2 separate regions of the Sus scrofa genome follow, and region 1 is linked to region 2. A link is a contact called in public Hi-C data. All regions are on one chromosome and are shown on one strand. Each heading gives the region's core, a stretch centred on a gene start, on an enhancer-like site or on the middle of the called end of the contact. The rest is flanking DNA. Distances are from core to core; before and after follow the strand shown.

Region 1 (3,934 bases), core at 796-3,295, 580 kb after region 2:
CACGTCCTAATGAAATAGAAACATCTATTGGAGTTCCCGTCATGGCTCAGTGGTTAACAAATCCGACTAGGAACCATGAGGTTGCGGGTTCCATCCCTGGCTTCACTCAGTGAGTTAAGGATCCAGCTTTGCCGTGAGCTGTAGTGTAGGTTGCAGATGTGACTCGGATCCCATGTTGCTGTGGCTCTGGTGTAGGCCGGCGGCTACAGCTCTGATTCGACCCCTAGCCTGGGAACCTCCATATGCAGCGGGAGTGGCCCAAGAAATGGCAAAAAGGACAAAAGAAAAAAGAAAAAAAAAAGAAATAGAAACATCTAGGACGAACATGAGATCAAAGGCAAAGGGACCATGAACTCCAAGCCCCATAGACCCTGAGAGGCCCCCTCTGGCATCAGTGAGTCTAAGGCAGCCCAGGGCATTTTTAAGTCACATGTCCATCTGAATCCTATTACAACCAAGATCACCACCTTACCTTTGCAGAGAACTTGAACTCTGCAGAGAGCTTTCTCAAAAGGACACTAAGATATACTGGAAAAGCAATGGCTTAAGAGTCAGGAACCCAATAGTCCCGTCTTTTCTGTTGCTAACTTATATCTGGGAGTCTGCCAGGTTGATCCTCCACTCCCCCAACTCCCACCCCAAGGCCTGAGTTTTGAAGGGAAACAGCTGTCAGCTGCAGAGCTTCTAGCTTCAATAACCTCTAGAGGTTAGTAGGGAGGACAAACATCACTAAAATCAACATTTTCCTCTTCCAGGACAAGCTCCTACGATCTCACATTCGGACGCTTGATAGATTTTTCTGTTCTCCAAGTTCTGAAAGGCTGGAAATTTAACATAAATGCTGCCAACCAACCAAAACTTCAGTAATCTGAGCCCTAGGTGGACTAGTTGACAAGCCAGGACCCAGGAAATCCCTGAAATCCCACCCTCCTGCTCTAGAAAAGCAATGTCATTTCCCAGGACCCTTTGTTGCTCAGCATCCTTGGACAACTTCCCAGGTAAAAGGGCTCCCACCCTCTTGGTTTGGCTTACTTCCTGGAGGGGGGCAGCAGGATGAGGAAGGTGTGCAAGGACTAGAACAGGCAGCTGGGTAAATATTGAGGCTTGAGCCACCAAGAGGGAGTCTGGGGGTGAAACCAGGAGCTGCAGGGTGCAAGATGGGGGAGGGCGCTGCACCTTTTCCTGTCCCCTTCAATTCTCTTTAAGATACCAGGATATAGCATGACAGCCCAATGGGGGGGGGGCTACATGGGGTGGAGAGGCAGGAGACGGCTCTGGTCTGAGATGGGGTGGATTGGGGGTGGGAGTATGAGGTTATTGGGGATTCAAAATGTATGAGAGGGATTGGGGAAACGTGGGCAAATTTTTTTGGATTTGAGCACAGTGCAAGGAGAATGAGGGAATATGAAGACTCAGGAATTTCAGGGCGGTGGAAACATCTGGTGGTATCCAGGAGAGAATGGTGGTTTCTGTGGGCATACCAGGGGAATTCGCAGGAGTGAGGGGGTTCTGAAGGTCCAGGACACGCGAAGGTGTATCCAGAGGGTGGGGGTGGGGTGGATCCGGGGGATTAGAGGCAGATTTAGGTGACAGGGTTGACAGGGGAATTTCTAGATCCCGAGAAGGAATAGGGGAGGTCGGGGCCGCGCGTCGTCCCTAGATCCCCGCCCCCCAGCCCGGGCTCCACCGCCCGCCCGCCAGGGGCTTCCTCGGGAGGGAGCGGAGACTGCGGTGCGGCGCGGCGCGGCCTCGGTGGAGCCGCCTTGTCCCCGCCCCGCCGCGCCCCGACTCACATCGCCCCGCGGCCCGGGCGGCGCCGGGCCCCGCTCCCGGGTCCCGCTGCAGACAGCCGCCGCCCGCCCGGAGCTGAGGCCTCCCCGCCCCGCAGCCGCGGGGTCGGAGGTCACCGGCAGCACCAACGAGACGCTGCGGGCGGGCGGACCCGATTGGGGGCGACCGGCGCGCAGCCTAGAAGGTCTCTTTGGAGGACTTTGCAGTCGGGAGCAAGGAGCATGCGCAGACGCCAGAGGGCGCTCCGGGCCAGAGGCTGAGAGAGCCTGGCAGGGGCGGGGCGGAGCCTGGGGCGGGGGCGGGGATAGGGCGGGGCTGAGGGGGTCCAGAAGTGGGACCAAAGATTTCCACTCCCAGGATCGCTAGACTGGCGGGAGGCGCGGGGGGGGGGGGCAGTGGGGGGAGCCTAAAGGGATGGAAAGGAGGAGGTCAGGACCAGGGACCCGGAAAGGAGCTGGGACAAGGGGGAGGGATCTAGATGGGGGTGGGACACACAGACAGAGGCGGGACTAGGACACCAGAAGGAGAGTCTTGGCGGGGGGACCTGCAGGTTCCGAAGGGCGTTGCGTTCCGCAAGTGCTTGAGGACCCGGCTAAACGGTGACTCCCGGTGTCTGCTCAGCATCTGCAGGGAAGCGATTCCAGCGCTAATCCCATGGGCATGGCGGCAGTGAAGCCTGCTCACTTTCCACCCGAGAGCCCTACAAATGCTTTCCTTTAGTCTGCAGCTCTAGGCCCCTCCCGGCCTAGGCCCCTCCCAGAGCCGCCGGGCTCTACCAGCTCCTGGGCAGGGCCCGCGAGCGGAGGGGGGCGTGGGAGAGGAAGGGCCGCTCTCCGCGGGCGGGCAGAGGCCGGCGCTGGGGCCTCGGGGTGGGGACCGGCTGAGGGGCCCGACGGCGGGGTCTGTCCAGTCCAGAGCGGCCCGGACACCGGCGCGTAGCGAGGGTGAGACCCCAGCAGAGTCCCGTTCCTTCTCTTAAACTCCGAGCAGACACACTGGGACCCCCGCTGACTCCAGGACAACACTGCGCCCCGCTTCGAAGGTGGGCCCCGCGAAGCCCAAGAAAAAACTTTGGGGATCTGTCGAGAGGGCACTTGGCGGAACCTGACACTTCTCTTCCCTGTCTTCCTCTCACTGTCCTGGGAAACCTTCCCACCCGCGACCCCCAATCCCTAGACTTAGCCCTTCAGGGGTGGGTTGGGAAGGTCGAACTCCTGAGCCCGGGTACACTTGCGCGGGGGCAGGAGAAAGTATTCAGTCCCTTGTGTGGGGGAGGGGAGGAGGAAATTCTCGAAGGATCCAGCATGTTAGTAAGGTGGGGGTAAGGTGGGGCCCCCGCTAAGTAGAGGTGATGTTATGTGGTCCTGGGCCGAGGGGATGAAGGGTCAGGGGCAAGGACTGATTTTTGAGCATTGTCTCTGTGTGGGACGATTTCATGCAAACAAGAATTAACTTGGAAGGGAGGGTGCAAGTCTCCTTTGGGGCCCCGGAAGCGCCCCCTTCCTGTGATCACCCCCTCCCCAGCGGGTAGTGCTGCTTGAGGAAGTGGCTACTCCTGGCCCCGAGTGTGAGCAGCCCATCCTGGCTGCTTTCCACAGGAAACCTGAGCTGGGGGACAGAACGGGCAGGAAGCAGATGGGTGCGGAGCCAGGAAGCAGGGAAGGATAGCAGAGGGTGGGAGCTCAGGTCTGGGAAGCCGTATAATTGTTTCAGTCCAAGCCCTGTTCCCAGCCCCAAAGCTGGGTCTTACAGGGGCCAGGGTGATGCCCTTCTGTGCCCAGCTGCTGGCAGAATCCATCCCTGCTCTCGAAGGTAACCTCCTCCTCTAAAGCTTCCCTTAGCCTTCTAATGCGACTTTGGGCAAGTTAAGTAACCTCAGTTTGTTTCAACCGTAATGTGGGATCATAGAAACTACCTCATACAATTGTTGTGAAGATGGATTGTATTATGTAACATGCTAGGATAGTCCCTGGCACAGAGTAAACATTCTAGAAAAGCTTGCTTTCGTTATTTTCCTTCCTAGGGTGCTGTGTCTATCTGCCCAGAACCCTGGCCCCATCCTGCCTGGTTTCATCTCTGTCTTACCCAGTAGACTAAGCACCTTGAGGGCAGGGACCATCCCTTTTGTACTTCACCTCCCATC
Region 2 (4,538 bases), core at 1,085-3,584:
CTCGGATTCAGTAAGCCTGGACTGTGGTCTAAGCAACTGTTTCAGAAGCTCCACAAGTGATTCTAATACACATGTCTGGTTTAAAATCATTGGTAGAAAGTGATGGAAGGGATCTGTAAGGAACTTTCTAGACTCCTCTTTGAAGAATAAGTACAATACGGGTAAAGAAGATCTTGAGTGCCAAATTAATACCCATGGACTTGGTTAAAGCACTTCAGTTATGAAAGGTTTCAGAGAAGCAGTTATTATCAAGACAGATTTAGGAAGAAATTAAAGACTTTTACAAAAACTCAGATTTGGTAGGAAAAGGATCCAAACTAGAGGCCGTTTTTTTATGAAGAAAAACCTAATCTTCACGGTTAAAAGGACTCAGTGGTTTGGAATCCCACCCATACGGGTATATCTTGTTTCATAATCAAGTACAACAGGAGGTCAAAAGATGCTCTAGCCAGGGCAGATGAGTTGGAGCTCTTCTCAGAACTCACGTTGACTTAACAGTTCCTGCACCCCTCCAAATTTCTTCTTGAAGAGGACAGCTATCCCAGCGCCCATTCGACAATCCTCACTGATGCAGTGCGCTAAAGAGTCTGTCTTGGGGCATGCGAAAAGGTCTCCTTTCACATAAGTAATCTAAAATGTGCAAAGGGAAAGAAAATGTTTTATTAGATACCAAAAAAAAAGACGAAGCTACAGAAAAAGACTAAGCTATTTATTTTCCTTTACTGTGCCCACCACCACTTCTCCCCGCTTCCTCCTTTTGATTTAGTGACAAATCCTCAGAATTGAAAAAATTATCTAAAGCGAATTAAAGCATGTGTAAAACAAAGTGATGAGCGGCCTCTGCCTAGGATTTTATTGGCCTTTCTAAAGGAAATCAACAGAAGAGAGAAAAAAAGACAATTCAATTATTGGTTTAATTAAAAAGTGTTTATGCTTTTGACCTCAATTACTCTGAATTTCAGTTCACCAATAAGTTAATAGTTGTTACGCACTCTGCTTCCTTCTGAATCTTCATTAGGGCTGCCGGCCATGATAGAGTCGCTATTTCCAGAATTTAAGTGTTTCTTCAGCTATAAGAAGGGGAAAGGAAGTGAAAATGCTTAGGCAACCTGAATATATTACATTCAGACTGCCCCGACCACCCACTTACTAACTTTTCTGCCCCCCACCTATCGCTGAATGGGAGTTCGTTCAGCCTTCAAAAAGTAATGCAAAACTCTTCTGGGCAAGAAAGAGAAGCGGACGCCTGGGTTGGGGGGCGGCAGGGCTCCGCTCCCGTTTCGCGCTTTCCAGGAGAGAAAGGCGGCCCGAAGACACGCCTCCTCCTCTCCCCAAGCCAGCGCGGAGCAAGGCGGATTCGCAGTCTCCTTTTCGGTGCACGATCCAAAAGTATTTCCGCATTGGGTGTGGCCCAGAAGCAAAAAGGTGGGCCAAGGCTACGGTCCCGTTAAGCCGCAACAAGGGAGCAAACGGGACGGGGGCGGGGGCGGGCGTGTATACAGCGGGAGCGAGCACGAGAAAACAGAAGGCGGCCTCTCAAGGAAAGCTCCCCCCTATCTTTGGGGGGAAACGGGGGAAGTTTAGAGAAGCCTCCCATTCTCTCTCCTACCCTGGGGCGGATCAGCGAGGCCAAATGGCCTGTCCGGGGTCCCGTGGGAGGGAGCGGGGAGCCTCGTTCAAAGCTCCAACGTACCAGGTACCCTTCACCTGGAAAGGAGTCCGCCGTTAGGAGGTCCCGCCCCGCGGGGAAGGGCTCTGGTAGGTGGGGACCAGCGGACTAGTCCGCTTGTAGAGCCAATCCCACCACAGTCCTTAATTGCACGCACCTAAAATGGCCGCCCACCACCCGGGAGTGGGGCGGAAACGAGCCCTTCTAGCTAGCTAGCCGGACCTGCACTCTTTGGTGCTGGTCGCCGAACTTCCGGCGGTAAACTCCGTAGAGTATCCCGCCGCCGCCCGGGCATGCGTAACGAGATAGCGGCCGCGAGTTGGATAGAGCGGCGCTTGCGCATTAGTCCCAGGGGTGTGTCTCCAGAGGCCGCATAGAAGGGGTGGGCAGTTGGCAAAGGAATTGGTTAGCGCCTGCGTGGTCCTGTGCTCAGGGCGGTGTTTTGAGTTGAAGGGTCCGGCGCGTCAAGAGAGCGCCTGCGTATTCCTTCGGCCGGGGGAGGAATCTAATTAGGGAAGTGGGCGTGGCTTCATCGTACGCCTGCGCAGTGCTCTCTCAACGGGGATGGGGCGAGCCCAGAGCTCGGGTTAGGGGGCGTGGTCTCAGAGGCGCCTGCGCGGAGGCAGTTGGAGGGAGGCCCGATTCCCCTTTGTTCGGCTTCGCCATTTTGCGAGGCAGCGGCAGTGGCGGCGGCAGCGGCGGCTGGAGCCTCTGATTGGGTTTCGGGGTCCGGTACTGGAGCCAATCAGCGCGGGCAGCGAACCGGGGGAGCGAGGCACGGTGAGTGTGAGGAGCCAATATCCAGCGGCCCAGAGCCGGCCCCAGCGCCCCGATTGGCGGGTCTCGCTGACCACTCAGGAGAGGCCCAGGCTCCCGTCGAGCCCGGGGAGTCGAGCTGAGCCTAACCGAGCGGGGCTGCTGGCGGCCTCGGCTTGGAGCCTGCAAGCGCTCCGGGGTACTCCCTGCCGAGGCCTGCAGAGGGCTGCCCCGCGCAGGGATGGCGCTCTCGGGAGCAGGCACCTTGGGGTCCAGCCCTTTGCAGGGTGTCAGGGCCAGTTGGCCATGCGTCCCGGTTGTTTCTACCCTTAGGCCTAGGTTCTCAAGCTCCAGGCCCGGGGGTGGCGGGTTTGACTGCCACGAAGGCCCCCACGCTCAGGTATACACACAGACACACACACGCGCGCCCGGGCCTCGGCGGTTTTCTCCTGGTCGTTCGGCCTCACTCTTTAGCCTGCCCTAGCACTCACCACGCTCTAGCCCTGGAAGGGAAATCACTCCCCGCGGGGCCCGCGCACCCCACTTCTCCGTAAGCGGGTCTGGGTATCTCAGTCCTCTTGAGTCGGGAGGGAGACCCAGGGAGGACGCGCGCCCCGGCCACGGGGCCTTGCGTGCGGCGCGGAGAGGGGGGGGCCGGCCCGCCCCCGCCGTCCCTTTGATCCGTTAGTGCGCCCACTCCCCGGTCTGGCTGCGCCCCTCCTCCCAGCTCGGCCCGGGTCTCCAGCCAGGCGCCGTTACCACCCACTTTAGGCTCGTCATTTCCTCTCCTCCCCGCCCGGATCTCCGGGGCAGAACCGCACACCTCCGTCTTGGAGCCCAACCAAGCAGTCTGCCTTTCTTGCCCGGGCTGTAAGGCCTGTCCATTCGGCGCCTGGAACTTCAGTCTTCGAAGATTGCGAGCCCTGTGCATTCTTTTTCCCGGAAGCTGCACAACTTGTTTTTATATCACTGGCATTTTTTCTTGTTGCTTGGTCTTGTGAACTCTCGCTCCCTTAGGAACGTAGTACAGTCCTTTTTCTTTCACCTCTCTGTGTCGCTTTGAATGTATCAGGCTTCACTCATTAGCTCAGTCCACAACCATCCCTTGGTTTGATTTTTTGCTAGTATGTTGACGTTTTCTCAGTTGGTGTTAATAGAAACTTAATGGTCTTGTGGGATTTTCGTTAGGGTGAGAGAAAATCTCTGTTGACAGCCGAGCATGGAGCAGTTGGTGTGTACCAAGCATCCATGTATGTGCTGAGAGGAGAGTGGGTAAGGAGGTCGATAGGAACCTCCCCAGCCTGGTGGAGATTGACAGGTGACCAAGTAATTAATACTTTACGGTTTTGTGCTGTAACCGGACCAAGTTCAGTTCCGTGGTCAACTGACGTGTTGAGCTACCAACAGCCTCGGAGGGCTCTGCATTGCCACTCTTTGGACTGGCAAGGATGATGGGATTTCTTCGGACGATAAGAAATGGAAGAGCATTGCTCATAAAGAAGCACGTGCCAACGCTCCAAACTTTGCTGTATGTTGGAGGGGGAAGAGTTTATGCTGGAAAGCCCATTTGGTAAAAACAAACAAACAAACCAAAAAAACGCTTGTATATCTTGCCAGGGAATTTTTCAGAAGCAGTTATTTTGTGGCGATCCAGACAGGAGAAATCCAGGAGCATTTTTAACTCCCTAGGATTGGAGAAATAAGTTTCTGGCTTATGGGGTTCTGCTCCACAGCAGTGGCTGATGTTGATGGAAGAAAGGGAGATTTCCTTTCCAGGACTTGAGAAGCATGTAGCACAGCAGTGCTTGCCACATAGAGTAGGCTGTGTATGGTGCCCATTTTTATAATCTCATGTGCAGGTCATCCAACTGGTAGGTTTCAGAAAGCTAACCCAGTACTGTCTCCACTGCTAAAAATTTGGGGACAGGTTTTGTTTTCACTTTCTGGAATGAGTTTTTGATTGTTTAAATCATTTAAAAAATTTATTTAATTCTTAAAATAACTATTAATAGATGGTGTACTATGGCTTAGATTTTAGAACACATACATTGGCCTTTGGACTAGATAGATACCCTGGTACTTAAAAATGGTTATAGCTGGTCACTTTAAAACC

What was found. Hi-C and Micro-C count contacts between places; a contact is called where the count stands out from the background.
Region 1: a Hi-C map of liver shows a contact between it and region 2, with 6 times the contacts expected there. The contact joins the promoter of FRS3 here to the promoter of NFYA in region 2. A contact is called at or near these places in 2 of 47 Hi-C or Micro-C datasets (heart right ventricle and liver) and 1 of 2 datasets of contacts at active chromatin or transcription factors (alveolar macrophages).

The regions. Positions count from the first base shown.
Region 1 is chr7:36,967,632-36,971,565 of Sscrofa11.1, forward strand. It overlaps FRS3 (fibroblast growth factor receptor substrate 3), which reads right to left and starts at 2,046. Exons shown (of 7, transcript XM_005665964.3): 1 at 1,794-2,046.
Region 2 is chr7:36,384,381-36,388,918 of Sscrofa11.1, forward strand. NFYA (nuclear transcription factor Y subunit alpha) reads left to right here and starts at 2,335. Exons shown (of 10, transcript NM_001243295.1): 1 at 2,335-2,449. It overlaps OARD1 (O-acetyl-ADP-ribose deacetylase 1), which reads right to left and starts at 2,028. Exons shown (of 6, transcript XM_005665959.3): 1 at 1,892-2,028; 2 at 993-1,070; 3 at 486-630. The coding sequence starts at 1,031.